2 separate regions of the Salmo salar genome follow, and region 1 is linked to region 2. A link is a contact called in public Hi-C data. All regions are on one chromosome and are shown on one strand. Each heading gives the region's core, a stretch centred on a gene start, on an enhancer-like site or on the middle of the called end of the contact. The rest is flanking DNA. Distances are from core to core; before and after follow the strand shown. Region 1 overlaps LOC106603292 (RNA-binding protein Musashi homolog 2). Region 2 holds the start of LOC106603292 (RNA-binding protein Musashi homolog 2).

The links. Hi-C and Micro-C count contacts between places; a contact is called where the count stands out from the background.
Region 1: a contact with region 2 is called in a Hi-C map of muscle, with 4 times the contacts expected there. The contact joins the enhancer-like site here to the promoter of LOC106603292 in region 2. A contact is called at or near these places in 2 of 3 Hi-C or Micro-C datasets (gill and muscle).

The regions. Positions count from the first base shown.
Region 1 is chrssa04:47,444,868-47,449,081 of Ssal_v3.1, reverse strand. All of the region lies in intron 5 of LOC106603292 (RNA-binding protein Musashi homolog 2), which reads right to left. Among protein-coding and RNA genes, the nearest start is that of LOC106603292, 44 kb to the right of the region's middle. Within about 2 kb of position 2,186, at least 1 of the 13 cell types and tissues checked has an H3K27ac peak or open chromatin away from gene starts, as enhancers often do. A contact at or near this core is called in muscle, where this site is marked.
Region 2 is chrssa04:47,401,720-47,406,084 of Ssal_v3.1, reverse strand. It overlaps LOC106603292 (RNA-binding protein Musashi homolog 2), which reads right to left and starts at 2,873. Exons shown (of 14, transcript XM_045717026.1): 1 at 2,629-2,873; 2 at 2,248-2,288; 3 at 1,890-1,971; 4 at 1,349-1,433. The coding sequence starts at 2,690.

The sequences.
Region 1 (4,214 bases), core at 937-3,436, 44 kb before region 2:
ATGAAGAGAGATGGGATATAGAACAGCGAGAGAAGAGAGAGATAAATAGGTAGTGGAGAAGAGGGAGAAATTATGTCTGAGAGAGAGAACCAGAAAAAAAGGAGGGAGGGATAAGGAGGAGAGGGCTGCTGGGCTTGTCGTGTCCGTGAGCATCCATCCCCAGATGCAAATAGATGGTAATGATAATGACACTCATCTGTGACACACCCCCACAGCCCCTCTCCACCAATCCCGGTGGGGACGCCGAGGGAAGGCAGAGTGCAGCCCACTAACTGCATCAGTTAAAGGCCCATTCCTTAAATAACAATTAACTGGGCCATTTAAAAACATCATCCTGCCCACACGCTCAATTACCACAGCCCACTTCTTCACTTTTCCCCCCATTGTGTCCCAGAATAGCCTAGCCCGCCACTGTTCAATTGGCTCTCAAGCTGTGTCGGTGACGACAGCCTCACGCAGGTCCTGCGCTATTTTCTCAGCGTTCACACTGTTTGTCTGTGTCTTAAAATAAAAGACAGCTTTAGGGATCACATATCAAATGCATCTCTTTCAGGGGTCTAAATGGATGCAATTACTGGATGCTTTTTTGTTGCAGGACAAGGAGGACTGAACACATCTGTCTCGCAAATGATGCTGCCGCACAGAACACACAAAACGAAGTGCAGAGATGATTGAACAACTGTATGCCAGCAAATCGTTCTCTCTCTTTTTTTGAGAAAAGAAAGTCTAGTGCTGCTGAATGTGTGTGTTGGGTGTTTAAACAGTCCTAGCTATCTGAGGGAGACTGGAATTATTGAACTTCCCACTTGTGTAACAGAGAGATACAAATAAGAACGTGACTCTCTATATTACCGTTTTTTTTAAAAACAACAGAATTCACAGGATGAGAAAAGATCAATGGTAGGGGGAAAACATGAATCATAAATGATGCCCAGTATTCAGAGAGAATCTGTACAAAGCCAACAAACAGAATCTACAACACAACAACAAAAGCAAACGGTTTCAACCAAACTTCATTGAGTCAGAAAGACAAACACAATGGCTGACCTAAAAATAACTCTTTATCTCGCAGCAGTCATTATCATTGGAAACACTTCAGAAAACAGCAGCCCAAAGTTGTGCAGAAATAAACAGAGCAAAGGGAGAGGAAGGAGGAAGGAGAGAGAACATAAAGGCAGAGTTCTGTACAGCAGTATGTGCTGATCTATCAGGAGTGAAAATAAATGGCTGTGTGTTTTTTGTGTGGTGGGACAATGAGCGACTTTGAAGCACTGAGATGACAGACCCAGTAGCAAGGCAGCTCCCTCATACTATACTGACTGGTATTCAGTCAGCCAGAGGTAGAGCAAGCCAAGGCAAGGCGCCATGTTACAGTAGCCTCTAGGGGCATGGTGCTATGATCTTATCTTAATAGCAGTTGGAGTTGGTGGGACGACCAGTGGTCTTGTGATCCTATGTCAGCCCCCGCCCCCGAACACAAACTCACATGCACACGCATGCACACACAAAAATGTGCACGCACATACACCTCTTTAAATAAAAGCTCCTACAGCTTGTTGTGTGCGTACTGAAATCAGTGCATCCAGCACAATCAAAACTCATCAGCATGATTACACTGGTAGATTACAGGCTTGCAACGCAACAACTTCCGAACAAACTTGTTTGCGACCCGCCTACATTCCGACCGTGCATTCAAAATGACTCAAGCGTGCAGGAGATTTGAAATCGGGTACTAATTCTAGATGATTGCTGGGCTTCTCTTGACCCCAATCAGCAGTGTGAGCTGTGGAGCTGAGTCTTAGGGAGCTGTAACCTGACGCCAGGGTATTCATTGGCTGGTTGTGCTGTGTTTAAGGTCTGTCTAAATGACCCAGAGATCCAGTTTCTGGGGCCTGGCAGGCAGCAACAAGGCCTGGCAGCCCCGAGCTCAGCCAAAGACATAGCCCGCAGCCCGCATTATGTCAGACACACACACACAACCATCTTTAATTTCACCGGCAGAAAATGGCTAGTTTCAAAGAGCAAAAAGACGGTCCCTTCACAGGCAAAGAGATTGAGTTGTTTCCCCAGTGTATTACAGTATAACTAGCTGTCAGTATGACGGTAGTAAAAAGAGCCAGGCAACACTATCGCTGACGGTGGGGTAGTGGGTAGAAAGAGGAGGTGAACTCTAGACCAAAGGTTCAAATAACAAATTCACATCACAGGTGGTGTTCTGCTGCTGTGCTCCCGGCCTGCACTCTGCTGCATGCATAAGGGCATCTGTCATGTAAATGAATCATTTTGGGCAGAGCTAATGAAATGGAATGGGACTACAATACAGTGAAATGCAGGTTCAGACAGCAGCAAGAAGATAAGCTGCTTCAGAGGAGCTGCCGGTGACATGTCACTTCAGAATGCGTTGGAGGGACAGAATGAGGGCTTCCCTAGTTAATGCCACATTTAACACCTAAATCATCTCAGACAAACACACACAAAAGCCTTTGAAATAAAATGTCATCAAATCATTGATAGACTATGCAATGGTAAGCCTCCACAAAACGGGGCATGTGAAGGGCACATGCGCGAGAGGGTGAGAGATGAGCGAGGGGGTACAATCAGTTCTCAGCCTGGTCTCGTCTCTCCCTCCCTCACCGGGGGCTCGGAGCTCACCTCGCTGGCCTGTCACAGGGAACAGCTGGAGCTCTGGACTCGACTAATCAAACCTGATTAATGTGGGCTGGCTTTAATCTTGCTGCCGGGTCCTGATTGAGGGAGAGGATCTGGCAGCGCCGGCTTTGAAGTGGGTTACTTCCATTAGATAGAAGCACTCTGATCGAACACAAGAGGCAGCGAGAAAGCCCTGCTCCTCCTCTCCCCTCAGACAGACAACCCCATCTCCACTAAAATAGAACTTTCAGAAAGGGATCAATAAGAGAAAATAGCTGTACTGAGTTTTGCCTGCCTCCCCCTCCTGGACTGTTCCACCTTAACCCACTTCAAGAGGCTGTCGTCATGACTTTGATCCAGTGGAACACCTAGTGGTTAGGAGCACAACACACACAGAGTCGTGATGACTCCCACACACAACCCAACACAACCCAACACATCACAACCCAACATATCACAACACATCACAACCCAACACAACACACCATATCACAACCCAACACATCACAACCCAACATATCACAACACATCACAACCCAACACAACACACCATATCACAACCCAACACATCACAACCCAACATATCACAACCCAACACATCACAACACAACATATCACAACACATCACAACCAACACAACACACCATATCACAACACAACATATCACAACACAACATATCACAACACAACCCAACCCAACATATCACAACACATCACAACCCAACACAACACAACATATCACAACCCACCATATCACAACACAACCCAACCCACCATATCACAACACAACCCAACCCACCATATCACAACACAACACAACCCAACCCAACATAATCCAACCCACCATATCACAACACAACCCAACCCAACATACCACAACCCACCATATCACAACACAACCCAACCCACCATATCACAATACAACACAACCCAACATACCACAACCCACCATATCACAACACAACCCAACCCAACATACCACAACCCACCATATCACAACACAACCCAACCCACCATATCACAATCCAACACATCACAACCCAACACAACACACCATATCACAACCCACCATATCACATCACAACACAACCCAACCCACCATATCACAACACAACCCAACCCAACATAACCCAACCCACCATATCACAACACAACCCACCATATCACAACACAACCCAACCCAACACAAACCAACACAACATAACCCAATACAACCCAACACGAAGGCCAACATGAGATATACCTCCTTGACTAGGAAAGGGGAGCGATGCATGAAAAACAAATACGTGATCTAACCCCCGACCTGATCATTTCGTTCCTGTTTGTTTTCAAACAACATGAGAAACGGCAGCCAGATAGTCAAGCTCAGTAAACAGAGACTACGGCACATTTTCTCATTACCAGGGAGCGAGAGGGGGCCAAAGCATAGAAATTAGGACGGAAAACTGCAAGGAAAGCAAACTAACCAGGTCATCCACAGTGTTGTCATCCTGCTGAGAGTTGTTGATATTCCCCACATGATTTTAATTTGAATATTACAGCCTCAACAACCAAACAGGATTGGA
Region 2 (4,365 bases), core at 1,624-4,123:
CCTTTTATGACATGCAAAACATGAACCCGCTCCTCTTTCACTTTCAAGTATCAAGATAAAAACGGAAAGCTTTTACAAGCACCCTCCAGTGACTTGCCAGTCAGGTCAGGACAGCCTTACAACAAGTTATAGCACTGCTTTCAGCCAGGCTCCACTGTAATTGTACACTGCTTGCTGAAGTACAATAGGTTTGTCTTTCCAAATATATCTGAAAGACACTCCCCTCTGAACTTGACTTTCACAGAAGGCTGCAAACAAAGCGTTTATTTCTCAGTTTGGACTATTCCATTTCCAGAGCTGTGTGAGCATGACTGGATATCACCACCCACTGAGCAGATATTTCAGACAAATATGATTTCATCTGAACGCTGTCTAATTCACCGCTACACAGATTACTGACATGCTTAATTATTCATCTACTGCCACATTTCAAAAGGGAAGCACAGCACAATAGTTCAAGGCTTGGGGATGGGAATGCCATGTGTGTGTGTGTGTGTGTGTGTGTATGGATGCCTTGGTCTGGTGGAAAAGTACATGAGATAAAGTGATGGGAGAAGCACCAGGTTTGTTGATATTATAAGACAGAAAATAGGTTTTGGTAATTGGGAAGGTGTTGGCATTTTATAGATTTGACAATGCACTGTTCCTTAAACTTAGAAGCAACAGTTCTAATATTTCAAATACACTTATGTATAAGAAGCATCCACTGACGTAAAGAAAGACCAAATCTATGTTGAGATTTACAGGATTAATGGACCCTTTGGACATCAACAATTATTTAATAAAATCACATTTGTAACTTTCCACTTCCAATGATGCGATATACATCAAATTGACTAGAGTGACATGTATGATCTGAAAGGTCATACGCATGGACGTGGGAGGTCTGTGAGAGACATGGGATATGTGCACATGTGGAGCCCTAATGGTAATGGGGAAAGGGGGCATGAGAGCTTAATTCACTCAGAAAAGGGAATTTGAGCAGACATGAGATTCACCTCTGAGTGGTGTTTTACTGTAAGAGTTTGCATGGAGGAGGCAACGCTGTTATCGTGGGCTAATTCCACATCTACAGCTATGATAAAATGTATGGTTTTACCAAAGAGGTCTTTACCAAGAGGGCCAACCCAGTGACCGGTACATGGCATTCTGAGATGCCACCTGCCACACATGGATGTACTGCAGTTGTTGTTGGTTTCAATGTGGTATTATTTTTCTATGTGGAACTTATATTACAGTATTATTACAACTCAAGCATGCCTGTGAAATGAAGGCAATGATGAACATTTAAAATGTGCAACACAGACAGTAAAATATCATTGCAAATGACATCAAAACACAGACATACCGTCTTTGAGTCTAATTCGTGGTGTGGTTGAGCTAAGACTTTATCTACACTGGCAGCATCTGCAAACGTAACGAACCCAAATCCTCTGCAAAACAAAGAAACACAAAGAAACATCAATTAGATCACACATTATTTATGCAAATGAGAACATAGAATATAAAGTCAGCTGTTTCTCTCAGTGCATTAACGTGTATCAGGAATTTCATTAGCTTTCAAAAAATAGAACTGCACACACATGTACTTACACTATCCTAATTAAACACTATTCATTCAGACGATAGAGATACGACTATCCTGAATTATAGATTACTATAGTAATTGCGGGCACTGATATTTAAGTTATATGACGTTATTGCAGTCCCAATTGCCAAAGTCAATGTCAAATTGCATTTGCCCGCAGTTTACTGCGAGCAATACAGCTGCAGCTATCTCTGCGAAACACAACGCGGGACAAACAGCCCGGGTTAAAATGTGGCATGTACACAAGTGTAGGATATAATTTCATCTACTGGAAAGCAAAAGTAAAAACCTTTTATTTTACCTGGAACGTTTTGTCGTGGGGTCTCTCATCACCATACATTCTCTTATTTCTCCGAATTTGCTAAAATAGTCTCTAAGGCTGTCTGTGAATAGAGGAAATATATTGGGTAATTAGTCAAGTACAAATGGTCGTCATACTGTTGTCAGTGTGATTCAAACACGCCCTGCAATGCACATAGGGGTCGAATAGAGGACTTCAGATGATTGGAAATAACAAACAACCTTGCACGCACACAGGCACACACATATCCATATAGTATACTGCACACACGCACACACAGAGAACGCGTGCAAGCACAATCGATCGTTGCAACAAAACAACATGAAACATGGGACATGTAAGGGAATAATTGTCTCACCTGGTGAGGTTTGCCAACTGAGGCCACCGATAAACATTTTACTGTAAGAAGAAAACATAGCAGAAGTGAGTCCAGATGTTAGATCGGCCATTTTGAAGACTAACTACTTATAAAAGCGATCTTAAATAGAGAAGCAAAAAAAAAAAAACATTCGCTCGATAGCAATAATGTATTTTGTTAAAAGGGGGAGGCCACACTTGCTACTGTAATCTACCAAAGCAAAGCAGAAGCCTCGTAGCCATCACTAACTGCATCCGGAAGGAAAGACCAATGGTTATGTGCGCACTGCAAACTGAATCCAGCACGGCATAGTGCTCCTTCCTCTGCCAGATAATCTCACATGAAAAATCCAATAAATAATCGAAAATGTTATAATCTTACCCGGGGTCATGTTGTGAATCATTTGGGCTTCCAGATGTGGCTTGACTCCCGTCTCCTTCCATAGCTAACCAAACTATAGGCAGTAACTACAGTAACAGACACACACACACAGACACGGCAAAAGCTATGCAAAGCCCCGCTATGAGAATATTACTGAGCCGGGAATGGAATCGTCACACGTGGGATCAACTCAGCCTAGCTCCCTCCCTCTCTCTGCATACCCTCCCTTACCCCCTACTGGGCGGGGCGAGGGCTCGTCACCTAACCAATCCAATTGACGTCAATACAGAAACCCGCCTATAAAATTCAGAAAACCACGCCCCATATCGGTCATAACGTTCCTATGACAATGTAACAATTGATTAGTTAAAATGTCGATATACATTTTTTTTACATTCCCTAATGGCAACATTTTATTCAATGCATAATTTCCTTCCAGGGCGCACATGCAATTAGAGAAACGATCAATTATATTTGCAAAAAATCAATTCAAATCAAAGTTTCTTGGTCGTGTACACAGATTATCGCAGGTGCCGCGAAATGCTTGTTTCTAGCTCCAACAGTGCAGTAATGATACCAGTCAATACGCACACAAGCCAAAAAGTAAAAAGAATTAAGAAATATCAGAATAAGAAATGTAAGATTCCATAAAAAAGTATATATATACACACACACACACACACACACACACACACACACACACACACACACACACACACACACACAGATAGACAATATGAATAGAAAAGGTGTGTACAGCAGCTTTATACAATACAGTATTTACATATAAATAAAGTGGGGAAAACAGCATGTAAACATTATTAAAGTTACCAGTATTCAATGACTATGTACATAGGACAAAGGAGTCTCTAAGGTGCAGGGTAGAGTACCGGGTGGTAGCAGGCTAGTAACAGTGACTAAGTTCAGGGCAGGGTACTGGGCGGAGGCCGGATAGTGCTGACTGTTTAACAGTCTGATGGCCTGGAGATAGAAGCTGTTTAAAAGTCTCTCGGTCCCAGCTTTGATGCACCTGTACTGTCTCAGCCTAGATGGTAGCGGGGTGAACAGGCTGTGGCTCAAAATAAGCATATTGGCTATTACAGATGTTAAGCTATACTATTGATATATATTGTGAATAACTAATTGTTTGCGCCTTTAAATGACCAATATTATCATTATTTAACCTAAACAAATGCATTAATATTTTATGCATGTTTGTATGAATGTGTACAGTAGATTATTAATATTTAACTCTTGCAGAGACAGGTTAAAGTAGATCTACGGTAACACAGTATTAGCCTGCAATATGTGTTGTACTATACTATATAGAAAAGGGCTATATTTCTAATAACCACAGGTACACTGCAGAGCTATGCATAGAAGGGGGATATTTTGCTCAAATGGTGTTCAAATTGTTTTCATAAATGTGTTACCTCACATCCCCTATAATCACTTATAATAAGAGACTATTTTAATAGGAAAACATTTTAGCATTGTATTCCATGTTGAATTTTGAAACACTACAGTACAAGAAACGCAGTCCACCTGAAGATGAAAAAGGAGAGAAAAAGAGAGGTGGATTTAATTGTAACCTCTGAATATGCATGTTCATTACTCAGTAACTGGGGGAAGCGGGCCTTGTTTTCCATTAAATCTGAACACAAGTGAGAGCTCAATTAAAGCTGGATGCTCAGTGGATTTCAAGTCATGGTACAGTGATTGCTGTTCATTTCCTTA